Regions from separate parts of the Sus scrofa genome. Here all the other regions are linked to region 3. The links are chromatin contacts, called in public Hi-C and HiChIP or PLAC-seq maps. All regions are on one chromosome and are shown on one strand. Each heading gives the region's core, a stretch centred on a gene start, on an enhancer-like site or on the middle of the called end of the contact. The rest is flanking DNA. Distances are from core to core; before and after follow the strand shown. Region 1 has its middle 6.3 kb from the start of TRNAK-UUU. Region 2 holds the start of LOC100520491 (killer cell lectin-like receptor subfamily B member 1B allele B). Region 3 holds the start of GABARAPL1 (GABA(A) receptor-associated protein like 1). Region 4 holds the start of YBX3 (Y-box-binding protein 3).

The links. Hi-C and Micro-C count contacts between places; a contact is called where the count stands out from the background. HiChIP or PLAC-seq counts read pairs in DNA pulled down with a chosen protein or histone mark.
Region 1: a Hi-C map of liver shows a contact between it and region 3, with 7 times the contacts expected there. The contact joins the enhancer-like site here to the promoter of GABARAPL1 in region 3. A contact is called at or near these places in 4 of 47 Hi-C or Micro-C datasets (heart right ventricle, liver, skeletal muscle and 1 more) and 1 of 2 datasets of contacts at active chromatin or transcription factors (alveolar macrophages).
Region 2: an H3K27ac HiChIP or PLAC-seq map of alveolar macrophages shows a contact between it and region 3. The contact joins the promoter of LOC100520491 here to the promoter of GABARAPL1 in region 3. A contact is called at or near these places in 2 of 47 Hi-C or Micro-C datasets (retroperitoneal adipose tissue and subcutaneous adipose tissue) and 1 of 2 datasets of contacts at active chromatin or transcription factors (alveolar macrophages).
Region 4: an H3K27ac HiChIP or PLAC-seq map of alveolar macrophages shows a contact between it and region 3. The contact joins the promoter of YBX3 here to the promoter of GABARAPL1 in region 3. A contact is called at or near these places in 3 of 5 promoter capture datasets (fetal liver, fetal skeletal muscle and liver), 2 of 47 Hi-C or Micro-C datasets (heart right ventricle and skeletal muscle) and 2 of 2 datasets of contacts at active chromatin or transcription factors (alveolar macrophages and skeletal muscle).

Annotation. Positions count from the first base shown.
Region 1 is chr5:62,260,855-62,267,585 of Sscrofa11.1, reverse strand. No RefSeq gene overlaps it. Among named protein-coding and RNA genes, the nearest start is that of TRNAK-UUU, 6.3 kb to the right of the region's middle. Within about 2 kb of position 2,900, at least 14 of the 83 cell types and tissues checked have an H3K27ac peak or open chromatin away from gene starts, as enhancers often do. A contact at or near this core is called in liver, where this site is marked.
Region 2 is chr5:62,103,576-62,109,875 of Sscrofa11.1, reverse strand. It overlaps LOC100520491 (killer cell lectin-like receptor subfamily B member 1B allele B), which reads right to left and starts at 3,177. Exons shown (of 6, transcript XM_003481689.4): 1 at 2,534-3,177. The coding sequence starts at 2,615.
Region 3 is chr5:61,763,938-61,770,393 of Sscrofa11.1, reverse strand. GABARAPL1 (GABA(A) receptor-associated protein like 1) reads left to right here and starts at 2,967. Exons shown (of 4, transcript NM_001190287.1): 1 at 2,967-3,167. The coding sequence starts at 3,078.
Region 4 is chr5:61,334,132-61,340,554 of Sscrofa11.1, reverse strand. It overlaps YBX3 (Y-box-binding protein 3), which reads right to left and starts at 2,687. Exons shown (of 10, transcript XM_003126475.3): 1 at 2,195-2,687. The coding sequence starts at 2,483.

The DNA.
Region 1 (6,731 bases), core at 1,651-4,150, 500 kb before region 3:
CAGGTCTTGTGTGATATTTAAATTATTTTTACATCATTAGTCCTAACGGCTGTACCTGAGCGTATGGAAGTTCCCAGGCTAGGGGTCGAATCGGAGCTACAGCTGCTGGGTGACACCACAGCTGCAGCAATACTGGATGCAAACCATGTCTTCAACCTATGTCACAGTTTTCGGCAATGCAACCCGCTAGGCTAGGGATTGAACCTGCATCCTCATGGAGACTCTGTTGGGCTCTTAACCTGCTGAGCCGTAATGTGAACTCCCAACAGTTAATCTTTCACAGATTCAACCTTGAACACCCCACTGCCACCACCACTTGCCTTAAAATACTTCTATTGAGGATACTATATCCTTAACAACTTTGGAGGAATTATTTACCTCTACTCAGAAAATCTGACCACCTTAAAGGACAAATGATTGATTCCCTCCTATTAAAATGAAGGATACTTATTCTACGAGTTAGGGTTGTGCCCATCTAGGGTACTATTGTTTGTGTGGACATTATTTCTTTTTGGGGGGAAGGGAGCACCACTGCAGTATATGGAAATTCCCAGATTAGGGGTCCAATAGGAGATACACCTGCCAGCCTACACCATAGTCACAGCAACGCCAGATCCGAGGCCCATCTGTGACCTATATTGAAACTTGCCGGATCCTTAACCCGCTGAACCAGGCCAGGGATCAAAGCTGCATCCTCATGGATATTGGTTAGGTTCCTAACCTGCTGAGCCACAATAGGAACTCCGAGGACGTCACTTCTACTCTTAAAACCCAACAAATCATTTTAAATTTATTAGCCAAGTTTAGCATGGCTTATGGTTTTCTCTTAAGTAACTCTCAGGGTGGGAGGACATTCACGCTATAGCAAATAGAGTGAACAATGCTTTCTGTACTTCATTAAAGAAATACAAACAAATAAACAGCGTATGACTAAGCTAGAAGAATAAAACCACCTGGCTTTCTGAAATGAGCTTACGAGGATATTGGAATGTGTTTTATTGGTCTAGGTTTAATGATCTCAGTTCTTGGCGTTATGGTCTATTTGAAGGAGTAAAACAATGTTGTTGCTGGGAGTTGTCTCTGTTGCACTGGACTCTGCATCCTGCCCAAAGTCTTAGGTGCTACTCCACGGCTATTATCACATCACATGGTTCACCAGCTTGTAACAGCAGCATGAAGGGCCACCTCTCATCCAACTACAAACAACGTCCTCTGGAAAATCTCCTGATTTTAGCAATGATGAAGATCTGCATATCACAGATTGATATCCTATGACCTGAAGCCATCTGTTTTTCACCAAAAGCGGGGGATTAAGATATGAAAAAGCACCCTGAGAGTTCTTAGCTGGAGTTCTCTGCTGACCATACCAATTTCACAGAGTACAAACATTCCACAAGGTCATTCTGGAGCCAGACAGACTGAGACAGAAACAAGGTCACTCATCAATCATCTCTAAGTACAGATAGAAATCTGAACATTGTGTAACTACACAAATAACCAGATATGTCCTTCTCCCAGCTCATATCAGTGACTGTAGCTTCTTTGCCGTTTACTGCTTAAGTCTTGGTATGTTTTCCCTGCCTAATGTATTAAAACTACTAAGAAATCTTCAACAATTACACAGGGCTGTACAAGCTAAAGGAATAAAACTCTCCAAAAAGTATACTTAAGTGACATTTTGGCTAATGGAAGCCTGCTGTGTAGTAGAGAACTCTATCCCAATATTCTGCGATTATCTATATGGAAAAAGAATCTGACAGAGAATGGATGTGTGTACATATATAAATGAATTACTTTGCTGTACAGCAGAAATGATCACAACCTTGTAAGTCGACTATACTTCAATAAAACTTTAAAAAATTTAAAAAAGGCAAGAGAGGAGTCCCCACTGTGGCACATTGGGTCAAGCATCACATTGCAGGGGCTCTGGTCACCATGGAGGCACGGGTTCAATCTCCAGCCGGCGCAGTGGGCTAAAGGATCCTGTACTGCTGCAGGTGTGATGTAGCGTGAAGCTGTGACTTGGAGTCAGTCCCTGTCCCGGGAATGTCAATATGCCACAGTTGAGGCCATTAAAAAAAAAAATAAATTAAAAAGGAGGAGGCAAAAGATCTGATACCCTAGGAGAAGGAAATCACAGGAAAATATCAGGAAGGTCCTAGACATCTTCCAGGTCCTCGTCCCATGACACCTGCTTTGTCTTTTAGACTGTGAACCTCCAAGATGTGTGTGTAATATCTGTCTCTGGGAAATCAAAGCATGAGTTTGTTAAGACATCTTTTATCCTATACCTGCCTGTGTAATCAGATAAACCTGAGGTAGAACACCGATCTGTACATTCTCAGCAACACATGTAGTGTAGCTGATAAAGCATGCATGCATGCATGCATGTGTTTTTGGCACATTAAACCTCATCTTGTAAATCACTAGTTCATTCATCCTTAACTTGCCCATGTTTTCAGGTGCCTTTGGAGATAATCATAGAGTTACCATATAACAGCTACAAGTTAGTCCTATCTCTTTACAACACCCAGTAACCCAGTAAACCAAGTTACCCGGTGAACTAAAATACTGGTTTCTGATGACATCTGATCTAGAGCAAGCCCCACTCTATAGAATTCTACCCCAAACCTCCCAGGACAAGGCTCAATCTTATAACAGCCCTTTCCTAATTCCTTCCTACTGACATACTGGACTGCTTAGGATAAAGTTGACTTTCAGCTGAACTGGACCGGAAAAGTTATATATAGCCTTAGCTTTGGGAACTATTGGTCTGGCTTTGACTCTTGGCTAAAAAAAAATGTGCAATGGAATTCATAATGTGTTGTTCAAAGTTTGAAACTCCCATGGTGACCCTTGGAGCAGTTTGTTGATAGATGGTTTCCAACTGGCCCAACCAGAGAGCCTGGACAACGGGATAAGTGGGGAATAAAAACCCACATGGGAACTTCTGCCCTGAAATTTCCCAGAGCTACAACTCCTTGAGATGACCTTGGGAGTTCAATTCAGAGCCAGAACATAGAAGACATGTGAAAAGAACCCTGGGTGATTGCCCCTAGAAATCTCTAGCCTCCCAAATGTTTGCCTGCCTTCTCTTTCTCTTGCTGTATGATATCTGCGGCCTTTTAAAATAATCTCTTAATTTTTTTTTTTTGGCTGCCCCGCCACATATGGAGTTCTGTTGCAACACTGAATCCTTTAACCCACTGTGCCAAGTCAGGGATCGAACCTGTGTCCTGGCACTACAGAGACATTGCTTATCCTATTGTGCCACAGTGGGAACTTCTATTTTTTAATTAAAGTAGAGTTGATTTACAATGTTGTGCCAATTTCTGCTGTACAGCAGAATGACCCAGGAGCAGGTATATATAATATATACGTCTTTTTCTTGCTTTCATTGTGCTCTATGATGTCTGGATATAGTTCCCTTTGCTACACAGTAGGACCCCATTGCTTATCTATTCTAAATGGAATAGTTTGTATTTACTAACCTCAAATTCCCAGTCCATTGCACTCCCTCCCCCTTCCCCTTGGCAACCACAAGTGTGTTCTCTGTGTCTGTGAGTCTGTTTTGTGAATAGGTTCATTTATGCCTTTTTTTTTTTTTAGGGCCACACCTGTGGGCATATGGAGGTTGCCAGGCTAGGGGTCGAATTGGAGCTGCAGCTGCCAGCTTACACCACAGCCACAGCAACTCGGGATTATTTGTGACATATTTTAGATTCCACATATAAGTGATATCATATGGTGTTTGTCCTTCCCTTTCTCTGGCCTCTCAAATGTTTGCCTGCATTCTCTTTCTCTTGTGGCACAGTATTTGTGGACTTTAGATTAAAGGCCTTAGGTGAGCATGCTCTGTGGAGTCTTGTTGTTGCTTTCAAATATCTGGCAAAACCTTGCACCCACGCGTTCCCATGGTGTGTGGTACCTGCTATAGCTCGTAATAAATGCAGCTTTAACTTAGATCTGTTCTTGTGGGTCTCGGGCTTGTAGGCATCAATGTGGAAAATCAAGGTAGAGATCTCAGCCCCAAATTAGAGACATAATTTATATCAGTGGAAAACAAATATCTACACTACATTCAACTTGTTGAACAACAGGTTTGGAGAGAAAGCATATGCAACCATAGTACAGATGGTCCCTGACTTAGAGTGGTTTGACTGAACTTACAATTTTTTGACTTTACCGTGGTACAAAAGCAATATGTATTCAATGGAAACCATACTTTGAATTTTGCATTTTAATCTTTTCTTGGGCTAGCAATGGGTAGAACCATACTCTCTCGTGGTGCTGGGCAGTGGCCATGAACCCAGCTCTCCATCAGCCCACCTTCACAAGTGTAAACCATCCATACACTTACATATGTTTTGGACTCATAGAGTCATTCTATTTATAACTTTCAGTACAGTATTCAGTACATTACATGAGATGTTCAGCACTTCATTTTATTTATTTATTTATTTATTTAATTTTTTGTCTTTTTGCCATTTCTTGGGCCACTGTCACGGCATATGGAGATTCCCAGGCTAGGGGTCCAATCAGAGCTGTAGGCCCCAGCCTACACCAGAGCCATAGCAACGCGGGATCCAAGCCACGTCTGCAACCTACACCACAGCTCATGGCAACGCCAGATCCTTAACCCACTGAGCAAGGCCAGGGATCGAACCCGCAACCTCATGGTTCCTAGTCGGATTCGCCAACCACTGTGCCACAACGGGAACGCCAGCACTTCATTTTAAAATAGGCCTTGTGTTGGATGATTTTGCCCAACTGCAAGCTGGTGTAAGTGTTCGGAGCCTGTTAAAGGTAGGCTAGGCTCAGCCATGATGTTTGGGAGGTTAGGTGCATTAAATGCATTTTTGACTTGCAATATTTTCAACTTACTATGGGTTTATTGGGACACAACCCCATCATAAATCCAGGCAGATCTGTCTATGGCTATGTTTGGAAGTGTACACTGATGCATCATGGCATATGACCAGTTTCAAAGTGACCATCAGAGCTGTTTGTAGTGTTCTGCATGTAGCCCCCTTCTTCTGCTTTTACACTCCTGAAAAGACCCTTTAAAAGCTCTTGCCTATTGATTGTCAGTGGGGGAGTCAGCCTTTGGACTCGAGTCTGCCCTCCCTACCCGACTCCAAAATAAAGCAAACTTTCCTTTCCACCAATCTTACTCCTTGACAATTGGCTTTTGAGCAGTGAGCAGCTGGACCTCACTTTGGGAAGATTTATGAGGCTTCTAAATTACGCACCTCTGAGAACACACCATTTCCTTTCCAAAAAATAGTATTTTTTTTTCAATTTAATAAAAGTTTTATTTTAGTTGTGTTAGTTTCAGATGTACAGCAAAGTGATTCAGTTATACATATACATATATCCATTTTTTCAGGTTCTTTTCCAGAGTTAAATATTTTGTCATTATTTTAGAAATTACTAAGATATTTTAAACCCCAAACTCAATAGTTGGAAGAAAGAAGATCGCTCCTCTAAATAATTCTTGAACTGAAGAGAATTTCAAACAATAAACACAGATTATTTATACAAAATGATACTGACAGCATTGCAATATCTAAATGGATGAGATATGGCTAAAGTCCTACACAGAGCAAACATCACTGCCTTGAATGTTCTTATTATTGATGAGCAAACTACATTTCCAAGATATTTACTTGCTCAGGAACATAGAGTTCAGGGGGCTGGATTAGGACTTGAACCTATTTATTTTTTCAGTACATGAACTGTATGATAGTCCTGTTTATAAAAGACTTTAAGGAAAAAAAAGAATAGCTAACCAACAGTTCTCAGAGCTCCTATCTCACCGCTGAAGCAAGCTTAAAGAATAAAAAACAAGAAATGAATTAGTACGGATATTGAAAGTCATATAAGTATTCCCATAAACACTGAGACAAGATTTCACAGATTGATACATCTTGTTGAAAACAAATACTCTGATCACTTAAACAGCCAGGGTAGGAACCCCTCTAGGTTCTTTGTTTTGTTTTAGGAAAACAAAAATGAGTGGTTAAAACGAGGCATCTTTAGTGGCTCCAGCCTCAGGATTTGAAGTTGGGGAAGGAGGACAATATAAATTAACTGGCGCTGAATACCAAATTACTTAGTGGCTTAAAACAACCACAGTTACTTTTATTGAATATTTTTGACATAGAAACTTGTGTATACTGAAGGTGTAGGATGCATCACTTTGGTACATTATGTATCGTAATAGAATTGTCATTGTGGTGATATGTATTATATTGCATAGTTCTAAGACAGTATCATTGTCTATATTCATTGTAGATCACTGTGGCTTGTTTACTGTTTGCTGCAAGTTTGTACCTTTAAACATTACCAGTCTTACATCCCACCTTCCATTCCCTGGTAACCACTGCTTTACTCTCTCTTTTTCAGATTCCACATGTGAGAGCATAAAGTACTTATCCTTCTCTGCCTGACTTATCTCACTTAGCGTGATGGCTTGAGTTCCTTGCACGTTGCTGCAAATGGCAGGACATCCTCCTTTTTTTGTGGCTGACTAATATTTCAACCATGATGACTGTGTTACCTCTTACAGCTCTCACAGGGGATTCTCTCCTAGAGTTTCCAGTGCAGGTGCAATCCAGTGATGGCTGGGTCTGGAGTCACTGCAATGCCTTCTTTACTTACAAGTTTGGAAGAGGGGGATGGCTATCACTTAGTACTTCAGGTTGGACTGTTGTCAAGAAGACCTGGGA
Region 2 (6,300 bases), core at 1,928-4,427, 340 kb before region 3:
GCCATGGCAATGCCAGATCCAAGCCATGTCTGTGACCTACACCATAGCTCATGGCAACACCAGATCCTCAACCCACTGAGTGAGGCCGGGGATTGAATACGCATCCTCATGGATACTAGTCAGGTTTGTAACCCACTGAGCCACAACAGGAACTCTTATTTAGTGAAATATTATGGGATTTTGTTCAAATTCTTCCTGCTAAGTAAAACATCTTTAGTGGGAATTTATTCTCAAAACTTTAAAGAAGTCCATGTGTTTTCATTTATTAGGCAAAACAATTCAAATTGTACCAATCAAGGCAATCAGAAGAAGAAGGTGATGATGTCCCAGCACTAGCTTCTAATATGAAGAATTGAGTTTACAGACCTAAAAACTTAAAGAATAAATCTTCAAACTTCATAAAAGGCCTAATGTGGGATGCTAGCTCATATTTTTAGGCAGCTGAAGGAAAATTTAAGAACGCTATGAATTCCCAAATCATAGCCTGGGGTATTCTTAGTGGAATCACACTTCTCACCCATATTTCACTCAGCTTCATGGTAGTAGCCGTGTTTTTTATATCATGGAGAACCGAAAAACCTCTAATATTTATTAAGTACCTAATGAGATCCATTAGTTTATTTGTCCATTTATACATTCTTCCACCTACCAAGCATCTATTGATTGCTTGCTATGTACTTAATATCGTGAGGGGTGCGGGGAATACAAAAATGAAGAGATTGGGGAGGGGCTTTCGACATAGATGAGGCTTTGAAATGGGAAGGAATATGGTAAATTTAAAGAACAAAAAGAAAGTCAACAACCAGAGCAAAATAAGTGACATTTAGCAAGTTAGGAAGAAAGGCCCTGGACAATTGTGTGGGGCTCCATGGACATTTACAAACCAAGGTATCAAATAGTTCTTTCTCTCTTCAGTGATATGATGCATGAGGGCAGAAGTTGCATTTGTCCAAAATAGAGATGTGCAGTGAAAGAGTAGTAAGAAATTTGACATCTGGTCATAAGCATGACTATAGGTAGTAGTTTAATCTTTATTATAGTCATATTTCCTTTTTTTAAACATTAGAATATTGGACTAGACAGCATTAAAATTGTTGTCTCCAAATCTTTAAACAAGGAAAAGAGTAATGTTCTTTCCATCATCAGAAGAAATTAAATCTCAGAATGCAGAATCAAAAATATTGGTTTTGTTGGAGTTCCAGGTGTGGCACAGTGGGTTTAGAGCCTGACGGCAGCAGTTTTGGTTGCTACAGAGGTGTGGGATTTGATCCCCAGCACAGAGCAGTGGGTTAAAGGATCTGGCATTGCTGCAGCTGTGGTGTAAGTAGCAGCTGAGGTTTAGATTTAGTCCCTGGCCTGGGAACTTCCATATGCTGGAGATGTGGCCATAAAATTATACATATATAATATATATATATATATATATATATATATATATATGGGTTTTGTTGCTTGAAGTGAGTTAATCTCTAGAAAAACTGACCAATTATATGAGATTTGGGGGGAAATGGGCAAATAAGAATACAATTCTAGTCCACATAGTTTTTTAAACTAAGTTCCATTAGCTAATTTAAAGTGAAAATTCCTGGTCTATGGAGAAAAGAGATAAGCCTCTATTCAGCAAGGCAGAGAGAAAATATTTAAACATAGGAAATAACATGTTCTTGCAACTAGAGAAAACTACACCTCAGATTCATTTGATAACTGCAAGCTTAAAAATATAGGAGAAGAAAGGCATTCTTGGGAAATATAGAAAAGCAAAACATCAGATTTACACCACAAGGCCAAGCACAATGAGGAGATTTTAAGTTATTTAAACATTTTAAATAAAGTTTATAATATAAAAATTCTTACCCTAAAGGAAAGAATAGGAAAGAAATACAGAAATTTCTCTAATGCTTCATGTGTATATAATGTATATAGAAAATACACTGGATTTGAAAATTTATTATTTTCGAGGTGGTTTGTGATTAAGGTACAGTGTTCTCTTTAGCTGTATGCCTATCTATTTATGTTCCAAAAATATTCTCTTACTCAGTCATCAATCCTAAACTTCAGGAAATAAAATACTAATATTTTGTGTCTTTAGCTTAACATTTTTATCCTACCAATATTCAAATTCCAAAAGGATAAATAACATTGCGAATCATTGCCAGAGATATTTTCCTCAGTGTAAATAAATTGATCAAACTATTTTAAAAGGGAAGATTTGATTGGAGTGAGTAAAGCTGTAGAGGAGAAAGGAGACATGAGGATTGATGTAAGTATAATAAATGTTCACCACAACAAATATAAAGAATAGAGGGTCTATGAAAACCCAAAGCGAAATTCTACATATTAAGGCTAAAATTAAAATTAACTTTACGAACATTTTGTGTCACTAAAAACATTGACTTTCATTCTTGCATTCAGTAAGTTCTGCTTTGAATCCAGTCTCTTCACTATTTCCAGTAAGGCAAATATAGACACAGGGCAGCAATAAGGGAAATTAAAAGTAAAGTATTAAGTTTAATGAGTCCTAAATCCAACTTACCGGATCTCTGTACTGAAGAGGAATGTTCCGAAGAAAGAGTCCTGGCAATGTTGATGTCAGCATAGACTATATCTCCAGCCATTGCCTATGTTAAAACGAGAGAGAAGCCCACTAGTGATATTCTGCTGAAGGGAGTCCCATATGTTGGCAAACTTCCTGTAAGTTAGATAAATTGATAAGGATGATTTTCTTCCCCTCTCCCGAGTTTGGTTTGTTTCTCCGATGAATAACACTCAAAAGCAATGTGTTCAGCCTTATTAATCAAGGTAATAGATTTTTGAACCCTTGCATGTCATAGAAGAAAAGGACTATTTAAGCCGTAGTTTTTTGCTCTACAGTTAGTATTCCGCCTATGTTTGGAATCATTTTAATCTTTAATGATATTACAGAAGATATTGTTCTACTTAACTATGAACCACTTCCTCTTTTTTCTTAGACACGCTCTCCGGCAGAAACTCTATGACCTTCTAGTATTTTCTTCAAAGCAGAATGGCAATTTGAGGGAGAGAACAACAAAAAAAGAGAGAGAGATACTATTGTGAGTGGAATAGAAAGAATTGATAGACACTAAACCTTACTCTAGAGGGAAAATAGATGTTTGAGAACTTTCTTTGCTTATCACTGTGCACTAACTCATTAGAGAAGTATAGTGTTGCATGTTTCAGGTCCTAAATTTGGAGATTCTAAATTTAGTAGGAGGACAGGATAGTCAGCATTTTCTTATTCCAGCCATCAATTTGTGGCAAAGCAATGTTTTTGGAAATATCTGACTGCATGTTTACTTAGATGAACCTTAAGCGTCTCTTTACTTAAGGACCTTAAAAGAAAAGATCAAGATGTTTTAGGTGCTGGAGTTCCTGTTGTGGCTCACTGGGTTAAGAGCCTGACATAATGTTTGTGAGGATGCGAGTTTGATCCCTGGCCTTGATCCAGTGGGTTAAGGATCCAGCATTGTCACACGCTGTGACATAGGTCTAATACGCAGCTTGAATCTGGTGTTGCTGAGAGTGTGGTAGAGGCTGGCAGCTGCAGCTCCAATTTGACCTCTAGCCTGGGAACCACATGCTGCAGGTGCAGCCATAAAAAGAAAAGAAAGAAAGAAAAAAAAAAAAGCACTTTTTTTTTAGTGTGCTGCTTACATCTGGAGGAGTTCACTATAATCTCTGAACTAATGGAGGTGCTGAAATCCAAGTTAGCCTCCTTGAAAGAAAAAAGGCAACAGAAGCCATTTAAGATATGTGGCTACTAATCCCAGACAAAGAATATTTACCAGTGATGATTTAGAACAGTGAACAAACAGGTTCTTCTGAGAAGAAGAATAATGGGGCTGCCAGTTGCATGATTTTTATGTAACATCTTTATATTGATATAGTTGACATGATGTGAGGATTCTGGACATTTCACATAAGTAGACTGTCACACAGTTTTGAGTCGGGCTGTTTCATTCAATGTTTTCAAGTCTCATCCAGATTGTAGTATTTCAGTATGTCATTCCTTGTTATAGTAGAAGGATATCTTACTGTATGGATATATCATGCTTTGATTATACATTTATCATTTGATGGGTATTTGATGTGTTTCTACTTTGGGGCATTTATTAGCAGTGCTGCTATGAACATTTGCATATGGATTTGATTTTTTTTTTGGATATATACTTAGGAGTGGAATTGTTGGGTCATTTAGTAACTATGTTTAAACTTTTGAAAATGGTCCAACTATTTTCTACTGAGGCTTCACCATTTTACAGTCTTTTTTTTATAAGCAGGAAAAAACCCTATCTTTATCAAATGAAGAAGTATGAATCAGTCTTCAAGCAAGATAAAATAATCACGAACAAAATTAACAGTTAAGAGCACACGTACAGAGTAGACTACAGATTTAGTTATTTGGAATAAAACACGTACACCAAAATCAAGAGACAGACCACCGCTCACACTGAGGAAAAGCACTAACTCATTGTAAACACACAACTTCTGAGAAAATAGAGCTGACATTTAAAGGACAGTAAACCAGAGACAAGTCATCATTAGGTTAGAGTACTGATTTGAGCTTGAGGAGGATCAATGTTGAAATGCCATCATAACTCAATGATTTCCCAAGATTTTGTCACCTCAAAAACAGGAATATATAAAAATCAGTAGTACAAATTCTCGTAAAACTTGAAAAGATTTCACATTCTCATTGTCAATGTATGTCTCCTCACAGCCTTATCACACTTGTTAATTTTCATCTTGTTGCTCATGGCTGTCCCACGGGGGCAGGGTAAAGTGGCATCTGATAATTTTGAATTGGTCTGCAGATAACTGCTTTGATGTCATTTACCCAGACTTGTGCATTTTCATCCTAACTCTATGAATATCAGTATTCAGTAGAATTAAGGGAACTTTTTTTTTTTTTTTAACTCTCTCAACTGCCCCAGATTCCTCAAACCCTTATCTTTGTCTCCTCAATTTCAATGAGGCTGCTAGCTCTCTTTGGATAGTTCTTCCTGCTTCTGTATTATGGAAAATCACTCCCAGCGAAATCTGGAGTCATCTTAGCGCTCTTCTTTTTTGCTTCTCTTCCTTTCTTCCTTTCTTTCTCATTTTATTTCTTTCTACTATACCACAGCCACAGCAAAGCAGGATCCAAGCCATGTTTGTGAACTACACCACAGCTCATGTCAATGCTGGATCCTTTAATCCACTGAGCAAGGCCAGGGATAAAACCCCCATGCTCATGGATAATTGTTGGGTTCATTAACCACTGAGCCAGGACAGGAACTCTTTTTGCTTCCCTTTTCTGAAGGAACACAGTCCTGAGCTTTCTGTTCTGTAATATCTGAAAGCATTTTTGCATGTGTTTGCTAAATTTTCTGACTGATTTTAAGTCTGATTCTTCTTAATCCATAGTGCTATCCATTTTAAACATCTTTATATTCATATCATATTCTTTTAAAATGTTTTTTCAAGGTGAATATTATGTGGCTAAATTAGTTTGTTTCATTTTTCCTGTATTATTTAGTTTCAACTTTCCATCATAGTCCATTGTAAGAGTGTTGGCTTTGTAATTTTAAAAGCCTAGGCCTGAATCTTGACTTAAAAAAGGTAGCAGCTAAAGAAGTCTGGACAAATTTATCTTTTAATGCCAATATTCTAATCTACAACAGATACGATATGAAGGACTATCATAGGATATGGGATATTGTAACATGTTAAACTGTAAATACGCCTATTTTTCTCTTGCACATCACCGGCTTCCTTTTACATTTACCATGGTATTTCTCTAACTTCTTCCTCACCCTTTTATGGTGCTTTATTTTATTTTTCTTCTTCCATTAATTAATTTAAGTGCCATTAAAATAGATATTTTGTGTTTAGAAAAAGGGACTAAAATAGTAATGCTTAAGGAAATATATTTAATAATAAATTGTATGCATTCTTAAGAATTTGGAAAAGCCCCTTTTTCTACCAGTATTATTAAGGTACAACGCAGAAAAATAAGATACAAAAGCACAATAAAAGATTAATGTCCATAATGTTAAATGTCAAAGATACAGAACAGATTATACGGTGTGTTAAGAAATTAACCACATATCAGGCAATATCTAAGAAAAGGAAGTTGTGCAAATCAGCATTGTCAGTTGCAAAAAGAGGAACTATATTTTAAAATAAAGAGTAAAACTTTACCTTAAAAGAAACCATAGGATCATTCACTTCAAATACACATAGACTGAGGTTGAAGCACAAGTAGAGGGACCTGTCTCTAACTAGAAAGTTGTGTCAAAA
Region 3 (6,456 bases), core at 1,718-4,217:
CTAATGTTGGGGAGGAAGAAATTGTCTTCTGCCCTTTTAGGTTCTTCTGGCTGGTCTCAGAATTAAATTGACATGAGACAGATTAACAGGAGAAAACCAAAGAGAAGTTTAATAACACGTCTACACCGGAGAGACCCAGGAGAACTGAGGAACTCACCAAAATGTCCCAAGCCCTCACTTTAAATACCTCCCTCGGCTAAAGACAAAAGGGGATGTTGAGGCTGGGGAGAGTCATTTACTGGAGAGTCCTTTGCCAGGCAAAACATAATAGAAAGGGTAAGGTGATTATGCAGATGTAAGTCCTCAACTTCTGTATTAATAAGAGAGTTTCTAAGGATTTGGTCACGGTCTTCTTCTAGGTACAAGGAAGACACCCTTATAAAGGAGACTTTCCTTACAAACGTAAATGCTACTTACAAAAGGGTAACTCTCCCTTGCTTCCCCCCACCTGCTCTTTTTTTAGAAAACAACCCGCTTAAAATAACTAATATGCCATAGATATTTTTTGGGGTAGCAAATTCTGCTCTTTGACACTAAGTGGTTGATTGTAGTCTTGTATTGCAAGAGTATGTTATGATTTCTTTTTCTTTTTCTTTTTTTTTTTTTTTTTTTTTGTCTTTTTGCTATTTCTTGGGCCGCTCCCACCGGCATATGGAGGTTCCCAGGCTAGGGGTCCAATCAGAGCTGCAGCCACCAGCCTATGCCAGAGCCACAGCAACGTGGGATCCGAGCCACGTCTGCAACCTACGCCACAGCTCAAGGCAACGCTGGATCGTTAACCCACTAAGCAAGGGCAGGGACCGAACCCGCAACCTCATGGTTCCTAGTTGGATTCGTTAACCGCTGCGCCAGGACGGGAACTCCTGTTATGTTTTCTAAGAAGCCATCAGTTTGTCTTCCAAAGTGGGTGTACCATTTTCCATTCTCATCAGCAATGAAGGTATGTCCCTGAAATGTGAACTTTTCAATATAGTATTTTGTCCTTGGTTAAAAAGGGAATTTGGAAACATTTTTATCAGATTGAATGTTTTAATTTATAAAATTAACTTCTGTATAATATTTTAAGAGTTCTGCTACAAGGAAAGAAAACAAGCTTTGGGGGCTGACAGATTGGGCAGTGTTAAGATAAAGTGTTAGCATTTAGAAAAGCCTTAAGGCAGAAAGATCAACTTAAATTTCATTTCCAAATTATTGTCCATATATAAATTGACAGTGGTTAAATAAAAGTAAAAATCAGCTTTAAACTACCTATGATTGTTTTCAGTAGATTTGAGAGGAAAAAATATTCTTAAAAAATATTGATCTCCATGGTAATTATTTCTCTCAATTTGTTTTAAAGTACTCTTTTGAGACATTTAGCTATATTTGGGTCAAAGCTCAAATGATCTAAAACGTTCAATTTGAAAATAAGGATTAAATATTATAAATGTATTATGTGATAAAAGAATTCCTGGATTTTCATACAAAATAAGGTTTGAAAAATGCCGTGCTGCAGGGAAAAATAATTAGCATCAAAAAGTAAGGCCATGCCATTTTTCTTCCTTGTTTTAATAATGCAACCTAGTTTCTTTTACTTTGTGGGTTTGTTTTTAATTTTCATTATTAGTTTTTTTGGCCACACCCATGTCATGTGGAAGTTCCCCTGGCCAGGGATTGAACCTGTGCCACAGCAGTGACAATACTTGATCCTTAACTGCTAGGCCACCAGGGAACTCCCGTGGGTTTGTTTTTTTAAATCAGATACTGAGGCCTTGATTAGAGAAGACAGGTGAATAGGCCTGCTGTTGTCTAATATGCTTTTTTAGAACTTCCTAGACTTGTTTAGGGCAAAGCAGCTCTTCACTCTTCATCTCTTCCTCATTCTTTTTTACCCTTTACAATATCTGTTGCTCCTCCACTACAGATCCCTGGAATCACCGTCCTTACTAGAGGTTGGAAAGGCCTTTGTCTTTTGATTCTTTGCTGAGAAAGAGGGGGCTGGTCTTCCACCCGCCTTCAAGGAGCACTTTGTATTCACCTTAGGAGAGGAATACTCTCCTCCGGTGCACTTCTGCATTAGGAGGAAAAAAATGCTTGAGGATTGCTGGGTTAAACACTGGAATCGCTTTATATTTTATTTTCCCAAAAGACAGATCCAACTTCTGGCTTAATAGGAGAAAGCAAATCATTTCTATCTCTAAACTTGCTTAAAGCCCTTAGCAGTCGTGACTGACATCACTTCTCTGGACCTTGATGACACCTCGTGCCCTTCACCTTATAGAAATCCTCTTCAAATCCCTGAGTCACGCTCTGTTTATGTTGCTGCTCTAGGAACAAATTGCTGCAGGGACCCAAACAGGATGACGCCAGCGTGGTGAAGGAGGGGTCACCGTTCAGGGAGCCAGCCCAGCACCCAAGGTCAGGGGAGAGGGCCATCCAAAGGACGAAGGGCAAAATGCAAGCACCGGGCACTTGAGCGTTGGCCCGAGGTATCTCAGGACCTCTGTCTCTGCCTTTCCCAGACTTCAGATCCCAACAAGCTGAAAAAAACTGGATGTCGCCATCTGCATTTGTTTTGAGGGCCCAACCAAGAAACGGCCAAAGAGAGGGAAGAAGACATTTTTAGAACACTTTTTTGGTTTTAAAAACACACTTAACGTCACAGTTCCAATAAAATAAGAGGTGAAGATTGCTCTGTTTGCAAGCAACTCGATTTCGAGAACGTTAAGAGTGAAGGAGAAAACACTGAAACGGACCTAGCTCCTGCCCACCCCCAACCGCGGTCGCCAGAACCCTGGGGGCGGGCTGGGGGCGGGGCTTCGTGACGTCACAAGATACCCGCGCCGCCGTGTTGTTTTTGTGTTCCCAGCTGCCGGGAAAAGCCGCCGGGAATTCTTTACCTGGCCGTCCCCTACCTCTAGACGACCCGAAGCCCCTTCGGAAAGCTGTGCGGGGAGGCGTAGCGACCGGGGCTGGCCTTTCGGAAGCGGGTCTGAGGCACATTGCGGTTTGGCCGAGGGAATCAAGACGGGAGAGACGCGTTTGTCCGCGAGGGAGGCAGGCCCCGTCCGGGGATCTTAGAAACCCTGCGGTCCATCATGAAGTTCCAGTATAAGGAGGACCATCCCTTTGAGTATCGGAAAAAGGAAGGAGAAAAGATCCGGAAGAAATATCCGGACCGGGTCCCCGTGAGTGTGCTGGGGAGGGGGAGGGGGAGAGAGGCGGGGGGGGGGATGAGCCGGGGGCGGGGAAGTCGTGATGGCTATCCGAAGGCACAGAAGAAGGGTGATCCCTAAAATTACCTAACCTGAACGCCCTTCACTACGAGGAGAGCCAGTGGAATGAACATTGAGACTGCGGCCCGTTTAAAACCCATTTCCCCAGGGTCAGAACCCATCCTTGGAGCTGACCGCAGTTTTAGATTGGAACGTACGTTTGAGTGACTCAGCAGTATTCAGAGGATGTGTGGGTTGGGATGTCCTCAAAAAGGGACCCTTTTGTGCGAGAATGATGAGGTGGAGATCATCCGTTTGCTGCCTTTAAGACAGCATGGAAATTAAGGGAACACAGAGAGGATTTGCTGTCATCAGTTTCGGCCTTAGGTAGTTATCCGTTAATCAGGTGGACTTTGATCCTCATAGCATTGGGTTTGGGAAGGAAATGTTCCGAAGCCAGTGGATATTTTATTTTATTCTGTGAGGATTAGAAAAGGTGGGGGGGGGGGGCGTCGCAAGACAGGCCTGGCCCAGAAAACAAGGTCACGTTCTCTGCGCAGCAGCAGCCAGATTGCCTCATCATTCTTGGCTACGGGGTGTGTGGGGGCAGCCATCCTTCCTCCGGTATTTATTCTGAACACATTGTACCTGGTCACAGTAAGGAAGGGCTGAGACCTTTTTTTTCTTGGATTTTGGACGCTGGTTTATGTAATAGGAACTAGTGCAGGCAGTGAGGAGGAACAGAAGAAATATTAAGGTGTCGTTCTGCATCCGGGCGTTTTTCCCATCACCCCCTTCCACTGCCTCCTGCCTGGTTTTTCTCTAATGTGGGCTGCGCAGCCCAGTTGGAAGGCAGAAATCTTTAAAGTGGGGTAGAGGAAACTACCACCGTTGAGTTTTGGAGATGAGAAACCAGAGACTAGAGAAACTAGAAACTAGAGAGTGTGCTCTTTATCTGCGGGCAGGGAAATTAGGATAAATACTACGTATAATTTACACGTAAAGGAATTGCGATTTTCTGATTGTGAATGGTACTCCCGTCCTTTCCAATCCTCATTTAACTTTCATGTTCTTACAGCACCCACCAGCGACCTGGGCTTTATAAAGCTCTTGCAGTCCTTTTCCTATAAAGTAGAGGAGACGTTAGGGCCATTCCATTCCCCAGGAATTACATACAAAAGGGTTTTCAGCTAAAAAAAAAGAGCCAGCCTTATTACCCAGTAAAGGATCCTTCACAGGTTACTTTCCTGGTCTCTGAACCTTGAATGACTGCTTTGAAAATTTTCCCCCAAGAAAGGTGATACCCATGCTTGTCTTGAAAATGACAACTAACTTTTATTGCTAGCTTACCAGGTACCTGGGAGTATTCTCAGAGCTCTGTCTAATATTCATTCACTTAGTCCTCCCAGCATTATAACCCCATTCTGCAGGTGAAGGACCGAACCCAGAGAAATGAAGTCACCCCCTAAAAGGTCTCACAGGGCTGGTATGTGGCAGAGCTGGGAACCCCCACCCTGGCTGTTGGGCCTCCCATGCCATCTATTTTCTCAGTGTCTAATGCAGTTCTATTAAGCAGAATTATTTTAAATTCAAATACCTCACACTGTTAGGTATTGGAAATAGCAGAGTAAACTGTAGTTGCCCTTAAGAGTTCACAGATGGTGGTATGATGGTAGAAAAGCGTCCCAGTCAGCAGAACGGCTACCGTTTATTCAGAACTCTCTCAGTATAAAGCTCTGTTCCAGTGGTTCTGTGGAAGTCACAGACTCAGAATCATAGCTATTCCTAAATCAAGTTAAATTTTCCATATACTTCCTCAAAACAGCCGTTTCCATTTTAGTCATTTCCATGCATTCACCCAGAATATTTCAGCTAATCCCCCCAATTTTATTTTTTTCCGCTCATTGTCTGGTGTTAAGTGTTTTACCTCCGTGATAAAATGTAAGGTAACATGGCCATCGCGTAGATCTCATGATTCCTCCAGTTAGGTTTTAACCAGCCATCATCCTTCCAGCCCGTTCCTTAGATGTTCAGCCTCTGGCCCTCTTTCTAGTTGTGACACAAAAGGAGCTCTGCTCTGAGTTCTGGGATTTGGTGCTGGTTCTGAGCTGAAGCCTGAATCTGGCTGGCTGTGCCGAAGGATCCTGTTTACAGACAAGTGGGTTAGAGTAAATAATTTCTAAAGCCCTTTTCCGCCTGACCAGAGTGTTGTTAAAGCAGTCACGTACCCTGACTGCTCACGTGACTTGGGTTTAGCCTCTGCACATCTCTAGAGCTGCCATCCAGAAAAATCGGCATGCTTGTGCCTTGAGACAGAGGGTGTCATGGGATTTTGAAATTATCTTTATAGCGACAATGAAGTGAAAACCGGCAGTAAAGCAGGAAAATACTTGGGAGAGATGGTGTGCTTTTTTGAAAATTCATGCACAGTCCAGCCCTGTGGAGTATTAGCCACATCTCACAGATAGGAAAACAAGAGACCCAAACAGGCAAAGCATCTAGCCCAGGGCCCCTCGTTAGGGAGGAGCAGAGCTGGCATTCCTGGGAAATGTGGATATTTTATGGTAAATGAAAGCCTTAATGGTTCCCCCTCCCCTCCTGTTCCCTAAGATCCCACTGTCTCCTCCCATTGTCACAGTTGCACTTGGTTTTGTTGCTGTCTTTCTTGGCTCCCTTCTTGTGGTTTCCATCTCTGGTTGATTGGGGCTGGAGCTGCCAGGTCTCTGATTCCTGCCTGACACAAGGCTGTGCGCCCTCCCCCTTCGATTTTATTTACCTGCTTCCTCCTGTCCATCCTCCTCGTTGGACCTTCACTGGTGTCATGCCAATTCATGCTTTTCCTACTTTTTCTTTGAATTTCTCATTCACGTATTACTACTACAATTTTTATTTATTTATTTATTTATTTTTATTTTTTCTTCCAGTTTTACTAAGATACAGTTGACATATGGCAACTGTATAAGTTTAAAGTGTACAGCAAATGATTTGACTTACATACATCATGGAATGAGTATCACAGTAAGTTTAGTGAACATCCGTCCTCTCATATAGTTGCAAAATGAAAGATAAAAAAATTTTGATGAGAATTCTTAGGATTTACTCCAGCAATTTTCATAAAAGTGTTAATTATACATCAGTGTTAATTTGGCATACTGTGTATTATATCCCTAGTACTTATTTATCTAGTAACTGGAAGTTTATATACCCTTTGACCACCTTTATCACCTCACCCCATCTCCCCCCACTTCGCCTCTGGTAACCA
Region 4 (6,423 bases), core at 1,438-3,937, 430 kb after region 3:
ATAGGCACTGCCAAAGGCATAATCTTGATTGGAAAAACAACACAAAGAAGGACAAAGATGAAAGTGATTTGCAAGTATAACTCCAGACTGAAGATAATTTTTATTCCCAATGCAGTTTTTAAAAATTTCTGAATTCCACAAATATTCCCAATGAGTTAATAAGACCAAACACATTCATGCACACTTCTTGCTTGAAAACCATCAACTCACTTCCCATGCACAGAAAGGGATGTGGAGACAAAGTTGAAGACCATTAAGCTTCAAAGATGTTCCAGAAGGGAAGTGTTCTTATGGTCAGGTAAACTACTTTTCCTGACTATACACTGAAGTTAAAGACCGTTTGTTAAAATTAAAAAACACAAACAAAACAAAACAAAAACACTGGAATGGGAAAATCCCAAACCAGAATTCAATTTCAGTCAGCCCTGTGTCTGGCACATTTTAGGCACCCATGTGTTTGCTTGGCTAAGGAAAGTTGATGGCAGAACACACTGGACAGAGACGGTGTTGAAATGTCATGTGGAAGGCTGTCCTTGCTTTTGAGAGTTGAAGTGACAGTGGAAAGATCCAAGACCTCCAGACTCATCACCAGGATGTGCTACAGACTTAAAAGCAGTTGGTGGTTGAGGAAATTTTAATGTTATCTGTTTCCTTCATCTTTAAAGATATCTGCTTCGGTTTAAAATTCAGAAGTTTAGTCAGATCAAGGGAAAAGCTGCAAAATCTCCCTTAAAGGCAAATAAATTATCATTAAGAATAGATCTTAACACTGCTTTGGGTAGGCCAAGGTTGCCTCTCTGGCATTTTGCATGGAAGTGTTCCAAGGAACACTTGTTGGAAACTATATCACCATGCAAACCTTACTAGACTTAAAGCAACTTTTAAGTCCAGCGATATGAGAGCTATTTGGCTTCTTAACCCTACACATATTACATTTAGCACGCTGTTTGACAGTTAACTGAATAAAATTTAGCCCAGGGGAGGAAGGGGGGGGCATGAAAAGAGGCCTCTCAAGGCAGGAAACATGGAATCGGAATCTTATTAAACTTTTCTTTACATTATTCCCCCAATTTTCTTCTTCGAAAACTGGGCAAGCAAGACTCAGATCAAACATGCCCTATCCAAAATACTGAAAACTTCTTGGAAGCATCCCACAGCATCTCTTACCTTCCCTGTTTTAAAAAAAGAGGGAATGTTACAGCACACACCCTTTAGAGAACTTATTCCCCACCCACCTGCTCTGTAAACCGGTTTAAGGCCCCACCTAGGGCTTTACTTCAGGAGAGAATGCTGAAATATTCGATAAAACCACCAACCACCACAGACGCCTTTTGTTATGCCCTGCTCCCCCACCCCCGACCTGTATGGCTCCTCTTCCGATCTCCTTCCCGGAGTTCCAAGTCCCAAGATAACGATGCTGCGAACTAACGTCATACCCACACTTCCGACGAAGTTTTTTCAGCTGCTGCACCAAATGCTTTCCCACAATCCGGGAAGAAGCAAATGTGTAGGGATTGGAAAACACTGACTGGTTCTTTGCAGCAGCGGGCAGAGAGGGAGGGGGACGAGGGACCAAAGCCCAAGTTTCCCGGAGAGGATTGCAACACCTCTCCGCCGACATGTGGCCGACAGAAGCGTGGCCTCGTTCCTGCGCCCCCGTGGGAAGGGCGTCAGGGACAGACACCTGAGCCTTCCCAGCAAGATGCCTTTGCACCTTTCCCTCCCGTCTGGTCCGGCGCCTTCCTCTCCCCCGAAGGAAATGCTCTCCTCACCCAGAACCTAGGCGAGGACTACTATGTCCCCGTCCCACGTGGGTGCTGTCCCATCCCTACATCCGCATCTATCCCAAATCTGGATCCTCTTTCCCGACCGCCGCTCCTTTCCCCTTTGTCCGGAGGGATGCTTCGCCATGGGAGTGTGCGACAGTGCGTGCCCAGGGGATCCAAGTTAAGTCCCGTCCCTCACGGGCCTGGGACCTGAAGGGACGCGCTCAGGCGGCGGGGAGCGCAGGGCGCCGCGCGCTCACCTGGCAGCGCCTGGGGGACTGGCCACCTGCGCCAGGGACCCGAGGTCCCCGGGGACCCCGTGCTGTCAGGCCTCCCGCGGAGCGGGACAGGCGTGGGAGCTGCCCACACGTGCTCCGCGGCCGCCCGCTCCTCCCGGGGCAGCCTCCATCCTCCCGGGCCTGACTCACCGAGAACTTTCTTCTCCGCGTCTTCACTGCCCGCGGCGGCCGAAGAGGCGGGGGCCGCGGTGCCCGGGGCCGTGGGGGCCGCGGGGGCCGCGTCTCCACCCGGGTTGCCCGCTACCAGGGCGGCGGGCGCCGGGGCGGCGGCCTGGGGCGCGCCGCTGCCCGCCGGGCTCTTGGGCGCGGGGTCCTGGGGGGCCGCGGCGGCCGCCTCCGCCGGAGCCTGCGGGAGGGTGGTGGTGGTGGTAGTGGTGCTGGTGGTGCTGGTGGTGGTGGCCTCGCCCGCCTCGCTCATGCCGCCTCCTCCGCTCTCCCTCGGGCACCTCGGTGGCGGTTGGTCGGCGGTTAGCGCAGCTGGAGGTCGCGGCGGCCGGGGCTCGCTCTCGGGGAGGCCGGTGCGGATCTCGTGGCGCGGGCGGCGGCGGCCGAGGTGGGTCTCGCGGCGGAGGCGGCTCGAGCTCTCGGGCTGTGCGCTCGCTCTTGGGCTCCTCGCTCGATCTTACTGCCCCAAAAATGGCCCCGCGCAAGTTTTTCTAGGCGGCGCACCGGCCGGAGAGGGAAGAGGGTGGAGAGAGTTGGCTCCCGAGTTGGGCATCGACTTCATTAGCATTTAAAGGGGCCCGGTGCCCTTTCCACCCGCCGATCGGCCCGGGACTGAGAGCAGGGGCCCGAGTGGCCGGGAAAGGAAAGCAAGGGTGGATCTGAGGTTGGCAGGGTACTCTGGAGTTTTCTGCCGAGCACGCTCTGCCGGCCCTTTGTTGGAGCCGGGCAGCGGGGCACTCCTGCCTAACCACATCTTCTAGGAGGAGCAAAGTAGGGCATCCAAATGACCGGGCGCTTCTCTCTCTCAAATACTGGCTTTTAAAATCCGTTCTAGTTATCCATGCAACGTTTATGAAGCACGAAAAACTGTTTCTGATACAGCAGTGAAGAACTGGAATTATACAATCTTAAAGCTATTTGGCTACTTCCTCTTGAAAGATGTTAGATGGTTTCTTCTATAATCCACAGGTGAGGAAACTGAGGTCCAAACCTCCATGAAGTAATGCAAATATCAGAGTTTACATCAATGTAATGGCAACAAATAGTGAGCTGCTAATATATATGTAATAATACTATACTTGGGGGGGAGGATAAATTTTACCTTCTTCTCTAATTGCCCCTGCCAGCTAGTGAAAACTTAAGCAACTGAGCCCTCTTAGCCTCAGGGAGGAGAGTAACAGAGAAACGGATCACCCAATAAACGGTAGTCCGTTTGCAGAGCTCACATGGCCTTTGGAGAATGGACGAGATCATGCTGAACACCAGGCCAGAGGGACCGTGCTCTGTATTCAAGAACTATTGGGATACAGGCTATCAGGCGTCCTTTGCCTCCAGGATCCAGGCAAGTCTAGGTTTACACTCTAGTGCTGCTCTTAGTTAATGGAGTCAACTTGGACGAGGTGTTCAATATCCCAGAGTTGGTTTCCTCAAAGGAACGTGGATGGGATTATCACATGTAACTCCAGTGTCTGGTCTAACGAAAAATTCCGTTTTTCATTCCTTATTCCCCTAAATCATTTACACCCTCCAACCTCGCCCGACCCCAGAATTCTATGTTCTGTGGCTGCATCAGAAGGGTAGTTATCAGGTGTAATTCATCATTATATTCCCACTGGTTAGCACACAGTACCTAACACAGAGTTAGAGCATAGTAAATGTTTACTAAATGAAAACAAATAAAAAGACCAACATTTTCCACACTCACTTACTTACGAACACATTCATTATCAATAATTGTTTTTTAAATAATGACTTGTATTTTTTCCGTTATAACTGGTTTACAGTGTTCTGTCAATTTTCTATTGTACAGAAAGCTGACCCAGTTACATATACATGTATACATTCTTTTTTCTCACATTATCATGCTCCATCATAAGTGACTAGACAAAGTTCCCAGTGCTGTACAGGAGGCTCTCATTGCTTGTCCATTCCAAAGGCAATAGTTTGCATCTATTAGCCCCAAATTCCCAATCCATCCCACTCCCTCCCCCTTCCCCTCCCCCTTGGCAACCACAAGTCTGTTTTTCATGTCCATGATTTTCTTTTCTGTGGAAAGATTCATTTGTGTTGTATATTAGATTCCAGCATTATCAATAATTGTAATGCCCTGCTTTATTGCTTTCTTACTCCATCCATGAAAAATACAACTTAAAAATTAATTCTTAGGAAAAAAAAGCAAAATATGGAATATTTGACTTTTCCATGTAACTCATCTATATTTTAAAATATTTAATTGACAAAGGTGTTAATGTTAGATTCATATTTTAGACTGTAATGTGGACCATACAGTGATATTATCTATATGTAGTTAAAAAAAAATATGGAATATTTGACTTTTCCATGTAACTCATCTATATTTTTAAATTTTTAATTGACAAAGGTGTTAATGTTAAATTCATATTTTAGACTGTAATATGGACCATACAGTGATATTATCTATATGTAGTTATGTTAAAAAAATGCTAGTTTGATTCTAAGTGTGGTTAAATTATTTCTTAGTTTTAAAGAGTATAGTCAGTTAAAATTATATGCATGATTTATTCTGGTGAGGATTGGCCATTGACTTTCTTATCTAACAAAATGATTATCATTGCTATGCAAAATTGGATTGCAAGGAAAAAAATGAGGGCTTGAACTGTTCAAACTCCAATCTAATAGCCAAAACCACTCTCTCTCTATATATATATTCACCCTTGGAAAATAATTCATGACTAACAGGTGTGGTCTCCAACCTCTGGAAGACCCTAAAATAATTACAGATGCATCCTGGGATTTCCTAGAATTTTGTGCTGGAATGACTCCCAAAACTACTCATCGTTTTCATCCAAAAAAAGCAGCAAGCAGCTGGGAGTTCTTGGTACTGTGCTAAATAAATCTAGAGAGAATTAATTAAAATAAATATAATCTGTTGTTTTAATAATCATAACAAGAAAGCAATTTTGATACGGATGCACACAGTTTTCCATTCCTTTGCTTACTCATTAATCCATATGCTCATGCATTAGCACATATTTATTAAACTATATACTATGCACCTAAGTGCTACATTATGAGTATCTAATGTTGGTCTAAAGCCTGCTCTGAGGTTTTTTTCATGTTGTTAACTCATTTTTTTTTCATTTCTATTCTAAGAAAACATCGTTTCTTAAATTTGAGGTTAAGAACAACAATGAAAAAGAATCACAATCTAATCATAACCTAATTGGTGATGGCAATCCTTTTTAAGCTATGACAGGTTTGGTCACGAAAATGAAAGCCACGCTGTTCCTAGTATGAACAGAGAGTTTCACAACTGTTGGAAGGGGAGAGAAAGCTGGAGAGCTCCACTGGAGATCTCAGACTCCAGCCCCACCAATGCAGGGCTTCTCAAGGGCTTCCCTGAAGCCACTGGTGGCACAGGATCTCCAGGAGGCTCCCAACTATTCAGAGCTAGAGCCAGTTTTGTAAGACTTAAAGTTTACCCAATTGGGAGCTCTCTTTAAGAATAAAGAAATGAAAGTGTGAATACAAATTTGCAAGCTAATTCCAGAGTCTTAAAAAAGGCCCATGCAAGAAAGGCGCCCCGAAGTTTAAACTGCATTAGCTTCACCATGAGTCCACCCATATCAGCTATCTCAGTTGGCCACATGGATGCTGGAGTTCCTCAAGAAGTTTATCTGGGAGCAGCTTTGAGCCTCCATGTGCCCGGACGTCTTCCTATAAGTGACTGGAAAAAACAGTGTCCTCTTCTGCCTTCGAAATCTTGAATTAGTGCCTCTTATTAACAGTTTCTAACCTGGAACCTTTCAGGGAAGGAGACTCTGGGAAATAAATTTCCTGCCTTGAGGGAGGTTAAAGATGATGCCGAGCTGACAAAGGACTAGTGCGCATACCACCCAAGGGAAGACAGTGCAGTTGATTGACTAAAGAGATTAAGGAGCATTTGAACCATTCAAGACACTGAAGCTTAAGTATGGACGCATTACTATATGAGCATATATCAAACTGGAATACAGTGAAGTATTAAGTAACACCTGATTGATTCTAAAACAACACAGAAGGGAATCAGCTAGTTTGGAATAAAAAAGTAGAGGAATAAGAGAGCAAAGGGTTTTCATGGTCTCCAGCACAATGTTCATGGGAGAAGGTACCCTGATTATGTCTCTGTTGTTCACTAATAATGCATTCACTGCCTTTATTGATTATTCGCATTA